2 separate regions of the Muntiacus reevesi genome follow, and region 1 is linked to region 2. The links are chromatin contacts, called in public Hi-C maps. All regions are on one chromosome and are shown on one strand. The core of a region is the stretch at or near the end of the contact, and the rest is flanking DNA. Distances in the headings are between cores, read along the strand shown. Region 1 holds the start of TSC22D2 (TSC22 domain family member 2). Region 2 holds the start of SELENOT (selenoprotein T).

Region 1 (5,768 bases), core at 1,732-4,231, 170 kb before region 2:
AGAGTCTACATACCATGGGGAAACCAAGTCCAAGCACCACAACTAAGGCCTGACACAGCCAAATAGATAAATTGTGGATCACAATAAACTGTGGAAAATTCTGAAAGAGATGGGAATACCAGACCACTTGACGTGCCTCTTGAGAAATCTGTATGCAGGTCAGGAAGCAACAGTTAGAACTGGACATGGAACAACAGACTGGTTCAAATAGGAAAAGGAGTATGTCAAGGCTGTATATTGTCACCCTGCTTATTTAACTTATATGCAGTGTGAAGTGAAGTAAAAAGTCGCTCAGTAGTGTCCGACTCTTTGCGACCCCATGGACAATAGCCCACCAGGCTCCTCCATCCATGGAATTTTCTAGGCAAGAGTACTGGAGTGGGTTGCCATTTCCTTCTCCAGGGGATCTTCCTGACCTGGGGATCAAACCCAGGTCTCCCGCATTGTGGGCAGATGCTTTACCGTCTTGTACATCATGAGAAATGCTGGGCTGGATAAAGCACAAGCTGGAATCAAGATTGCTGGGGAGAAATATCAATAACCTCAGATATGCAGATGACACCACCCTTATGGCAGAAAGTGAAGAACTAAAGAGCCTCTTGATGAAAGTGAAAGAGGAGCATGAAAAAGTTGGCTTAAAGCTCAACATTCAGAAAATTAAGGTCATGGCATCTGGTCCCATCACTTCATGGCAAATAGATGGGGAAACAGTGTCAGACTTTATTTTTCTAGGCTCCAAAATCACTGCAGATGGTGATTGCAGACATGAATTAAAAGACACTTACTCCTTGGAAGGAAAGTTATGACCAACCTAGACAGCATATTAAAAATCAGAGACATTACTTTGCCAAGAAAGGTCTGTCTAGTCAAGGCTATGGTTTTTACAGTAGTCATGTATGGATGATGGGCGAGTTGGCCTTTAAAGAAAGCTGAGCACTGAAGAATTGATGCTTTTGAACTGTGGTGTTGGAGAAGACTCTTGAGAGTCCCTTGGACTGTAAGGAGATCCAACCAGTCCATCCTAAAGGAGATCAGTACAGAGTGTTCATTGAAAGGACTGATGCTAAAACTGAAACTCCAATACTTTGGCCACCTGATGCAAAGAACTGACTCACTTGAAAAGACCCTGATGCTGGGAAAGATTGAAGGTGAGAGGAGAAGGGGATGACAGAGGATGAGATGGTGGGACGGCATCACCAACTCAATGGCCATGAGTCTGAGTAAGCTCCAGAAGTTGGTGATGGATAGGGAGGCCTGGCATGCTACAGTCCATGGGGTTGCAAAGAGTTGGACACGACTGACTGAACTGAACTGATACACACACATATATATGTGAAGTTGATAATATAACATAATAGGACAAGCAGGCATACAATATTTACTTTTCCAAAAGCTGCACATGCAATATCACCCACTGATCATCACTTTTAACAATCTAGTAAATCAATCCAAAATGAAGATAAGTTTTTATAAACTCACATTTGATGTAACCAGTTGATCTAACTTATTGATGGGAAACTCTCTCTAACAACTACTGAAATTACAGATTTAGTAATGAAACATTCCATTTGCTATTTTCGCCACAATAGCAGCAGCATGTTACCCTTGGTTCCTTTACTCTCTCCCACCCCCTTAAGAAGCAAGGATTTTATTATGTGGTCTTATTTCACATCCTGACCTCAGTCACTTGTATTCGCAGTACATAATTTCTCCTAAAGTTTAATGATGTAGACATAACCTTGTATATTATTTTCAACTAATGACCTAAAAAGTTCTCTGAAATTTTAAATTATCAAAAGATCCTTTGGGATAAAAATATTTCTATTCTTCAAAGATTAGAGAACTGAATACAATGATTACCTTGATTTATGTCAGTCATGATATGATTGCTAAAGCTGTAATAGATATTAAACTTTGAATTCCATCAAGACACTTTAGATTTTACCTAAACGATGTGTCAAAGTGCCACCTTCCTTTTTTTTTTTTAACTATTTAAAAGAATGACGTTACCATTTTCTTTTGCCAGAGAGTAACTAAATGATGGTAAGTTCTCCAGTACTCACATAGCTGCTTTCTGGACAGGAAAGAGTGCTAACTTGCTCTGATTGTTCATGGCCCAATCCAAACCATCTAACACTCTGGCTCTAACTAAGAGTTTCAGAATAAACAAAAGAAAGAACTACAACTATTTAACGCAGTAGGTTCTACATTTATGGAGCCCATAAGCTGATTTCATGCTGAAAGTAAAAACAGTCTCAAGATGTTTAAACGAACTCTTCGATTCTGGAATCAAAACAAACTCAGGAAAATTAGGAATATGTTGGTAACCTCTAATCTTTTTTTAAATTGACCTCATCCTGGGCAAGTAACCATCTCCTGATGCCATTGTTGGAGACAAAATTTCTGGCTGACTCAATCTGGCTTGCTATTCTTGGTTAATCGTCCCCATTTCTCTCACCATTTCACTCTTCTGACTATAGTGGATATCATTCATTTTCAGGAAAGGCTTTTTATAAGTGATTCGGTTCCTCCAGCCGTCTCCCTCTTTATCCTAGCTAAACCCCCCAACCTCCATTCCTACCGCCTTCTTTCACTAAGATTTTGCTAAACATTAGACATAGCAAGCACATGACCTCCAGTCTTCCAATGTGTCGGAATAAACCGATTAAAAAAACCTTCAATTGACGCGGCTGTAAGTTTTCCTAGAGTTGGAATTTAAGCGTCTTTAGTTCTTCAACTCTTAAAGACCTACAGGGCAAAATTTAAATTAAAAAAAAATTCTAAATTGAAAAAAAAAAACCGCTCCCCGTTTTTAACCTTTAGCCCCGCCCACTGCTCCCCCCCCCAGCCTCCACGCGAAACTGCAGGAAACCGGAGGGGGCGGGGCGGTGACGTCACGACGCCGGTGCGTCACGGAACGGCGGCGGCTGCGGCGCTGGCGGCGGCTGCGGCAGCGGCGGCATTTTAGTCGGCAGCGGCGGCGGCAGCGGGGCTGCTGCTCCTCCCAGCATCCCTGGCGCGGCCATTTCAGCCCCATCTTGGCCGAGGGGAGGGAGCTGCAGCCGCCGCTTCAGCAGTTTGAATTTCAGTTTCTCCAGGGCCTGCGAACCGGGCGCACCGAGGAAGAATCGAAGAAGCCACCGCAGCTACCTCACACAGCCGGCGCGCCGTCGCTTGGCGGCCGCCGCCCCTCACTCTCAGGAGCCGCGAGGGGAAGGCCGAGACCGCCGCCACCGCCCGCCCGCGGGGGTGGTTCCCCCTGTATAGGGGAGGACCGAGCCGGCTTTCCCCTCCCCCGGAGCAGGTTTCCGCCTGAGACAGTCGACATGTCCCTGGGGCTGAGCTCCGGCTAGAGCCGGGGAGGAAGGGCCGCCCGCCCGTGCCGAAGCTCGCCACCCGCCCGCGGCTCCTGGCTGAATCAGGAATCCCTGGGTCCGGACTCGCCACTCCTACTCCTGCTTTCCTCGGCGTCCGAGAGCCCGGAGCTGACGCCGGCATTGGTTCGAAGAGCCGGAGCCGGGCAGCACCGCCCCTCACGCCGCCGCCGCCTCCCCTTCGCCCTCCCACTCCCACCCCCAGCCTAGGCCTGCTGACCGCGCCGAGCTGGATTGACCACGGCGGCCCGAAGACGCGAGGAGGAAGCAGCTGACCCGCCCCTGGGATCGTGCTCTCGCCGCCACTGGGGGGATTGAATTGAGGCGCCGCGACTGCGGGAGGCGAGAAGGAAGGAGGAGCCGCCGCACGAGTGAGACGGGACCAGAGCCGAAGAGACCGACTCCGATAAGGAAACGGGAGGAGGATGTCTCACGGAGCGGCCGGCGCCCGGATCAGCCCGTGACTCTTAACAGCGGCGGGCCTCAGACCCCAGCACGGACGCGGACTTTGTCTTTGGGGGCCAGTGTTCTGCCCTTCCTGGTTTCCGGTAAGATCGCGGAGGAGCCGGCGTGCCTCTCTGCCCTCCAGCCTTCCTCACCATGTCCAAGATGCCGGCCAAGAAGAAGAGCTGCTTCCAGATCACCAGTGTCACCACGGCCCAGGTGGCTACTAGCATCACCGAGGACACCGAAAGCCTGGACGACCCGGATGAGTCACGCACAGAGGACGTTTCTTCCGAGATATTCGACGTTTCTCGGGCCACGGATTACGGCCCCGAGGAGGTCTGCGAGCGCAGCTCCTCCGAAGAGACGCTCAACAATGTTGGGGATGCGGAGACTCCTGGGACCGTCTCCCCCAACCTCCTCCTGGACGGACAGCTGGCGGCCGCGACAGCCGCTCCGGCCAACGGAGGAGGAGCCGTTTCGGCCCGGAGCGTGGCCGGGGTGCTGCCCAGCACCGTGTCGCCGGCCGCCACCTCAGTCCCCTCCTCAGGGGCCCCCGGCGCTCCCCCGGTCACGGGCCCGTCCGCCACGCCAGGAACTGCCGCCTCATCACAGCCCCCCACCACTTGTAGTTCGCGTTTTCGCGTGATCAAACTGGACCACGGCAGCGGGGAGCCTTACAGACGCGGCCGATGGACGTGCATGGAATACTATGAGCGGGATTCCGATAGCAGCGTCCTGACCCGGTCCGGGGATTGCATTAGGCACAGCAATACTTTTGACCAGACTGCGGAGCGGGACAGCGGCCTGGGCGCCACCGGAGGGTCGGTGGTGGTGGTGGTGGCCTCCATGCCGGGCGCGCACGGGCCCGACTCGGGAACTGACAGCTCCTTGACTGCTGTGTCACAGCTACCCCCGTCGGAGAAAATGAGCCAACCCGCCCCGGCCCCGCCGCAGAGTTTTGGCGTTGGGCAGCCGCAGCCGCCGCCTCCGCCCGTAGGTGGGGCTGTGGCTCCAAGCTCGGCTTCGTTGCCGCTGTTCCCGGGAGCCGCAGCCGGGCCGCCGCAGAGGTTGGCAGCCCCGCCGCCCAGCCAGGCGCAGGGCGCCGGGCCCCCGGGGCCCAACGGACAGGGCCTGCCGCTGACGAATGTACCCCTGGCGCAGCCCGGCCTGGCCGTGGGCGCTGCCACCGCGCCCCCGCCCCAGCAGTTCGCGTATCCTCAGCCTCCGATGCCGCCGGGCCATCTGCTGCCCGTCCCGCCCGCCGGCCAGAGTGAGTACCTGCAGCCGCACGTGGCCGGCCTGCAGCCGCCCAGCCCTGCGCAGCCCTCTTCCGCGGGCACCGGCCAGAACGCCGCCTCCGCTGGCGCGCAGATGATGGGCGCGCCCTCCTTGCCCGGAGATGCGGTGGCCCCTGGGCCGGGCCCCGCGCCCGGAGGACCGGCCGCGCCAGGTCAGCCGGCCGGAGTTCCCCCGGCTGCAGTGGGAGGCACGGCGCCGTCGGGCCTGGTTCCCGCTGGGGTCGGGCAGCCTCAGGCCGCGCCTCCGCCGCAGATGGGTGGCAGCGGCGCGCCGTCGGTCGTGCCCGGCGGCCCTCTCGCCGTGGTGCCCGGAGTTGCCAACGTGCCTGCAGCCGCGCCCGCTCCCAGCGTGCCTAGTGTGTCGACCACTTCTGTTACTATGCCAAATGTCCCCGCGCCCCTGGGCCAGGCGCCGCAGCTTTGCAGCCAGCCTCCGGTCAGCAGGAGCGGCAGCAGCATCCAGCACGTGGGGCTGCCCTTAGCGCCCGGCACAGCCAGTGCCCCGACGAGTCTACCGCAGTCTGACCTGAGCCAGTTTCAGACTCAGACCCAGCCTTTAGTCGGGCAAGTTGACGATACTAGAAGAAAATCAGAACCCCTACCTCAACCACCACTTTCTCTCATTGCTGAAAATAAGCCTGTTGTGAAG
Region 2 (5,845 bases), core at 2,865-5,364:
TCTAAATGCTTTCGGTTATTTTTCTGCACTTTCGATACTGGTTCTGTGCTCCATACACATAAACTTCTCTTCTCTTCCTCAATTAAATTAACACTATTCTCAAATTCTGCCACAATTGAGGTCACTGAGTTTTTATCAATGAAACAAGGAGAAGGAAAGAAAGATTTTTCCTAAGATCCCTAAGCAAAAACTGGATGCATGAGGGAACGAGAAAAAGACCATTTCAGAGAAAAAGATATACATGAAATGAACAGAGAGAGAAAAGGGGAAGTAAAGCAAAGAGACTGTGGAAATGGATCGGAGCCATCACAACCAGGGTGCCATCTCGGGGGTTTTTTCTTTTTTCTTTTGATCTGGGGAGGGATGGCACCCTTGGAAAAGGAAATCAGTGTGTAGTCCAGAAAGAGTTGCAAATTAGGCACTGTGTGACTTGGGAATGCCTCCCCAATTCTCTTAGGAATTAAGTTCCCTTTAGAAGAAAATCCAGCTGCATTTGTGAAGTCTTAAAAGACCTGGCAAAACAGAGCTGTTTGCATTCACATTTTCAGGCAAAATTACTTCTGGGCAGTTTTGTTTATTTGTTTATGTTCAGTTGAAACTAAACAGGTCAAATCCTAAAATTGTGGTATCACCAGAGAGACACTTTTATTGTGCCCACTGGGCTTTGCTTTTGTGTCCCTTCCCCTCTTCCCAGCAGGGGTGAATGGTACCCTCTTAAGGAGTTTAGAAGCCCAGGCTTGTCCCTCCTCTTCCACGCCCGCAGTCATATTATGGCATACTTATTTCAGGCATACTTATTGGTTGAAAAGAATACCTTTGGACAACAAAACTCCAGCATGCATTTGCATTTAAACACTGGCAATGAAAGATTTGAGAATTTAGTGTCTGATAATATTGACTGGAGCAGAGAAGTGATCAGCCTTAGACATAGAAGTGGGTGTGTGTGGGGGGGTGGGGAGTGCAAAATGAAAATAGGGAGTTCTTGTTCAAAAAATAAGAATGTCGAAGAGGTGATAGCAAGGCGTCAAACCAAGTGCTCAGCGTCTTCACATCCTGGGCCCTGCACACCCGCCCAGGTGGTGCAGCCGTGATGCCAACCCTGCATAGACGCTGTGAGAAACCGAATTCCCTCTGACCTGAAAGAAGTGTCTGCTTTGTTTCTGGACATCACCCTGTGCCCTGGAGGAGAAAGGGGTGGTGGCTGACTCTAACAAGGCTGCTGCAGAGGAAGGGAAGATTTTTTTATTTAGATGAGTTTGGGGTTCACAGCAAAATTGAGGTGATCCCCCACCACAGTGGCACATTTGTTACAGTTGGTGAATGCCTCGACACATAATCGCTCAAAGTCCATAATTTACATTGTTCCACGCTTGGTGTTGAATATCCTATGGGTTTGGTCACAGGGGCAATGACATGTATCCACCGGTATAGAATCATACAGAATAGTTTCTCTGATGGGAAAATCCTCTGTTCTCCACCTGTTCAGCTCCCCACTCTCTCCCTGGCAGCCACTGATCTTACTGTCTCCATAGTTTTGCCCTTTCCAGAATGTCATATAATTGGAATCATACTGTAGGCCACCTTTTCAGATTGGCTTCTTGCACTTAGTAATAATGCATTTAAGGTTTCTCCTTTCCTTATGCCTGCCACGCCCACCCCGCGTCCAGGGATGTCTAGGAGGCTTCAGGGGATGTCTGATGTATGGTCAGCAAATGAATTCACTCTTGTCCAAGTGCTGCCGCTGCCCCCACTTGCCCCGTGAGTCTTCTGATGAGTGCTACCTTTGCTGAAGACCCCACTGCCTGCTGGCACCTGAGGCTGCTCCACCAGGCCCTGAGGTTGCTTTCAGCATTTGTGCGTATTTAGCATATCACAATCCTGAGGTGCTAGAGCTTCGTCATACCATACGCAGTAACCCTGGGTGAGATAGAGAATCTCTCTCCTTTTTGCTTTATATTCTTTTGGGAGAGAGTTGTTAAAAACTGTCTGAGCCACCAGTGCTTCTGGGGGTCCAATGTCGTGCTGCATTCTTAGTTTGAGACCTATTAACTTATTTTGAATCGAGTTGGACTGGCTTGGGGATGCAATCTGAGTTTACCCTGAGCTCAAGATTCCTGGTACACCACCCTGTTACCTCACCACCAACCAATCAAAAGAAAGCCACCCACCCTGAGGCCTCACCCCAAATTTTGCCTGTAAAACTATCCCCCCAACCATCAAAGATTTCAGGATTTTAGGCACACAGCACTCATCCTGCTTGTATTGGCGCATTTATAGTAAATGCCGCGTTTTCCTTCCCTACAGCCCAATGTCAGTAGCTTGGAGTGAGCAGACCCATTTGGTTCAGTAACAGTCTGAAAAATTAACAATAAAAATAAATACTAAGACAGGATAAATTTGAACACTGGATATTTTGGTATTAAGCAATAATACATTTTTTACGTTAGGATGATGCTATTGCGATCAGTTCCCGCTCCTCTCCCCCCAACTGGTTATTTTTTAGATCTACACCCTTAAAAATCTATAGATAAAGTTATTTGTCTCCTACTCTCTTCCCTTTGGGAAAAGCAGTTAGAGTTGTACTACAGACAACTAAGATGGTCAAAATGCCAGTAATTGTCAGCGGCTGTTAATGAGTAAGGCAATTAATCTGTTCTTCTATATGATTTGGGGAATTCCCTGGTAGCTCACTTGCTAAAGAATCTGCCTGTACTGCAGGAGGCCAGGGTTCAATCCCTGGGTCGGGAAGATCCCCTGGAGGAAATGACAACCCACTCCAGTATTCTTGCCTGCGAAATCCCACGGACAGAGGAGCCTGGCGGGCTACAGTCCATGGGATCACAAGAGTGGGACACGACTTAGCGACTAAAAGCACCATATGATTTAAGTTTTCCAAAGGTCTTTTTTTTTTTTTTTAAGATTCCTTTAGGAGAGAGCAATATTGCAAGGAAATTCAAACAAAAGGCCATAGCACGCGGCCAGAAAGAGTGAAGCGTTCCTGTTCGGAAGGCAGCTTCTGCTGCTGCTAAGTCGCCTCAGTCGTGTCCGACTCTGTGCGACCCCATAGACGGCAGCCCACCAGGCTCCTACGTGCACAGGATTCTCCAGGCAAGAATACCGGAGTGGGCTGCGCTTTCCTTCTCCAATGCATGCATGCATGCTAAGTCGCTTCAGTGGAGCCCGACTCTGTGCGACCCCATAGACGGCAGCCCACCAGGCTCCTACGTGCACAGGATTTTCCAGGCAAGGGTACTGGAGTGGGCTGCCCTTTCCTTCTCCAATGCATGCATGCATGCTAAGTCGCTTCAGTGGAGCCCGACTCTGTGCGACCCCATAGACGGCAGCCCACCAGGCTCCTACGTGCACAGGATTCTCCAGGCAAGAGTACTGGAGTGGGCTGCCCTTTCCTTCTCCAATGCATGCATGCATGCTAAGTCGCTTCAGTCGAGCCCGACTCTGTGCGACCCCATAGACGGCAGCCCGCCAGGCTCCCCGTTCTTGGGATTCTCCAGGCAAGAACACTGGAGTGGGCTGCCCTTTCCTTCTCCAATGCATGCATGCATGGTAAGTCGCTTCAGTGGAGCCCGACTCTGTGCGACCCCACGGAAAGCAGCCCGCCAGGCTCCTACGTGCACGGGATTCTAGGCAAGAACACCGGAGTGGGCTGCCCTTTCCTTCCCCAATGCATGCATGCATGCTAAGTCGCTTCGGTTGAGCCCGACTCTGTGCGACCCCACGGACAGCAGCCCGCCAGGCTCCTACGTGCACGGGATTCTAGGCAAGGGTACTGGAGTGGGCTGCCCTTTCCCCCTCCGCTCGGAAGGCAGGGGCTTTCTCTTTGAGCGCCCACACCTGAATCGAGACTTAAACACGTGTTCTGAACCGTCTCGGGGAGGTCAGTGTCTGCATTAAACTGTACGCAGGCTCCGGCTGTGTCGCGAGCTTTCGGTAGCAGGCTCCTCTGGCGTCGCCCCGCAGCAGGTCCCTCCCCGGCCCGGAGCCGCCCGGCCCACCAGCGTGGTGGGGCCGAACGGCGGGACGGTCGGCGCTCGCTCGCTCGGCCTGCGCCGCGCGGGGTGCGCATGCGCCCCGCGGCTCCCGCGCGACCTTGGCGGGGCGCGTCTGCGCGGTGGCGATCAGCTCCGGCAGCGCTCGGCTCTGGGCTGGCCGAGGTCTCAGCGTGAGGGCGGCCGAGCTGGCTGGCCGGGCTAAGATGCGGCTGCTGCTGCTTCTGCTGGTGGCGGCGTCGGCGGTGGGCCGCAGCGATGCCTCGGCCAACTTGGGCGGCGTGCCCGGCAAGAGGCTCAAGATGCAGTACGCCACGGGGCCGCTGCTCAAGTTCCAGATTTGGTGAGTGGGCGCGCCGCTGCCCGGCTCCCCGACTACGCGAGGCCGCGGACCCGCGGCCTAGAGGGCTGGCCCGCCCCCGGCCCGGAAGGACGGCGCCAGCACCTCCCGCCGCCCGCCGCCTCCGGGCCTCTCCCGGGGACGGCCTGGCCGCCTCCTTGCCTCCAGGCGCAGCCGCTCACTGTGGCTTTCGAGCGTTTTTGGCTCCCGGATGAGCGGAATGGGGGCTGGGGCCGGGGGTGGTAAGTCCTGAGAGGCGAGGGCGGGGGGACCCCCGTCCGCAGGGAGAGCCGGCGGCGGCGGCCCGGCGGCCTGGCGGAGCTGGGTGAGGGCTGAGGCGCGCAGGGCCGGCGACCGCGGGCGCTGCGGCGTTGATCGCTGCGTTCACTTGCCTCTCGCCCCCGCGGGTGCGCCGGCGGCCTCGCTGCCCGGCTAGACGAAGGTTAACGTGGGTCCTCGGAGGGGTCCCGCGACGGACAGCCGTCGTTTTCTTCAGGATCCGCCGAACTGACTGTTGGATGAGGGAGTAGGGATTCTGAAAGCTGGTGGGCTTGGATGGGGAAGCGGAGTCTCCGTTTGCAGTTTCCAGACTGTTTCTGAAAAGGAGCACGTTGCTCTTCTGACAAACGTTCACTCCCAGACAACTGCACCTTCTGCTCCAGTCCCCTTACTCCCGGGAGTTCCTCGCCCTGGCATCTCTCTCCACCTTTCAGATCTCTTGGGCCTTAAGAGAAATAGCAAGAGCAATCCCTCATTGCTCTTGCCCAAACCCGGCAGTTTTTGACAATTTTCTGTAAGTTTCTTGTTACCTAGTTAAGTATTAGAAGCAGAATAGCAATGCATGCGATAAGGTAAGTGGTGTTGGGGAACGTTTGAAAGGCTCCGATGAAAAACAAAAACCAAAATTGTAACATTGTAGAAATTAGAATCCTGTATCTCAAAAGAGGTCCCCCCCCTCAGAAGACGGTAGTCAGATTAGTAAATCTGAAGAATCCTGTTATTTTTGAATATTGGTGTTGGCCTTAATGCATTTAAGATCAGTTTTTTCAAGCTTCCTGTACTAATATAAGTCTACTAAAATTTAGATTTCCTGCTTATGCAATTAGCTTTTTGCTCAGTCTTAAAGACTAAGCAAATCTTCAAAATTAAATCAGTTTAAGTGACATTTAAAGAAAGTCAGAAAATGAGATTTTTGAAGTGAAAACTAAAACCTTGCTGCTGCTTTCTGATTGAAAAAAACTTCCTGTAGCGTTTACTGTGTGCCTGGCATATATCGTTGTATATCATCTTTCATGTGTGATACTGTAAATGGGAATTTTCTGACTCCCCCCTCCCCGTCCTTCTTTTTTTTTTTTTTTTCATTTGAAAGTGGCAGTCTTCTTACTAACTTATAAATATTATTAAGGATTAAGTGTGATACTTTTGGATTTAAGTAGTTAAAAAAAAGACTGCATTTTCCAAGTTAAGTAATTTTTCTATTTCTTATCTCTGGGTTTCA

Evidence for each region. A called contact is a pair of places that touch in the nucleus more often than the background predicts.
Region 1: a Hi-C map of muscle shows a contact between it and region 2, with 6 times the contacts expected there. The contact joins the promoter of TSC22D2 here to the promoter of SELENOT in region 2. A contact is called at or near these places in 2 of 3 Hi-C or Micro-C datasets (blood and muscle).

Annotation. Positions count from the first base shown.
Region 1 is chr8:92,655,246-92,661,013 of mMunRee1.1, reverse strand. It overlaps TSC22D2 (TSC22 domain family member 2), which reads left to right and starts at 2,981. Exons shown (of 3, transcript XM_065943427.1): 1 at 2,981-5,768. The coding sequence starts at 3,975.
Region 2 is chr8:92,486,549-92,492,393 of mMunRee1.1, reverse strand. It overlaps SELENOT (selenoprotein T), which reads left to right and starts at 4,114. Exons shown (of 6, transcript XM_065942092.1): 1 at 4,114-4,350. The coding sequence starts at 4,214.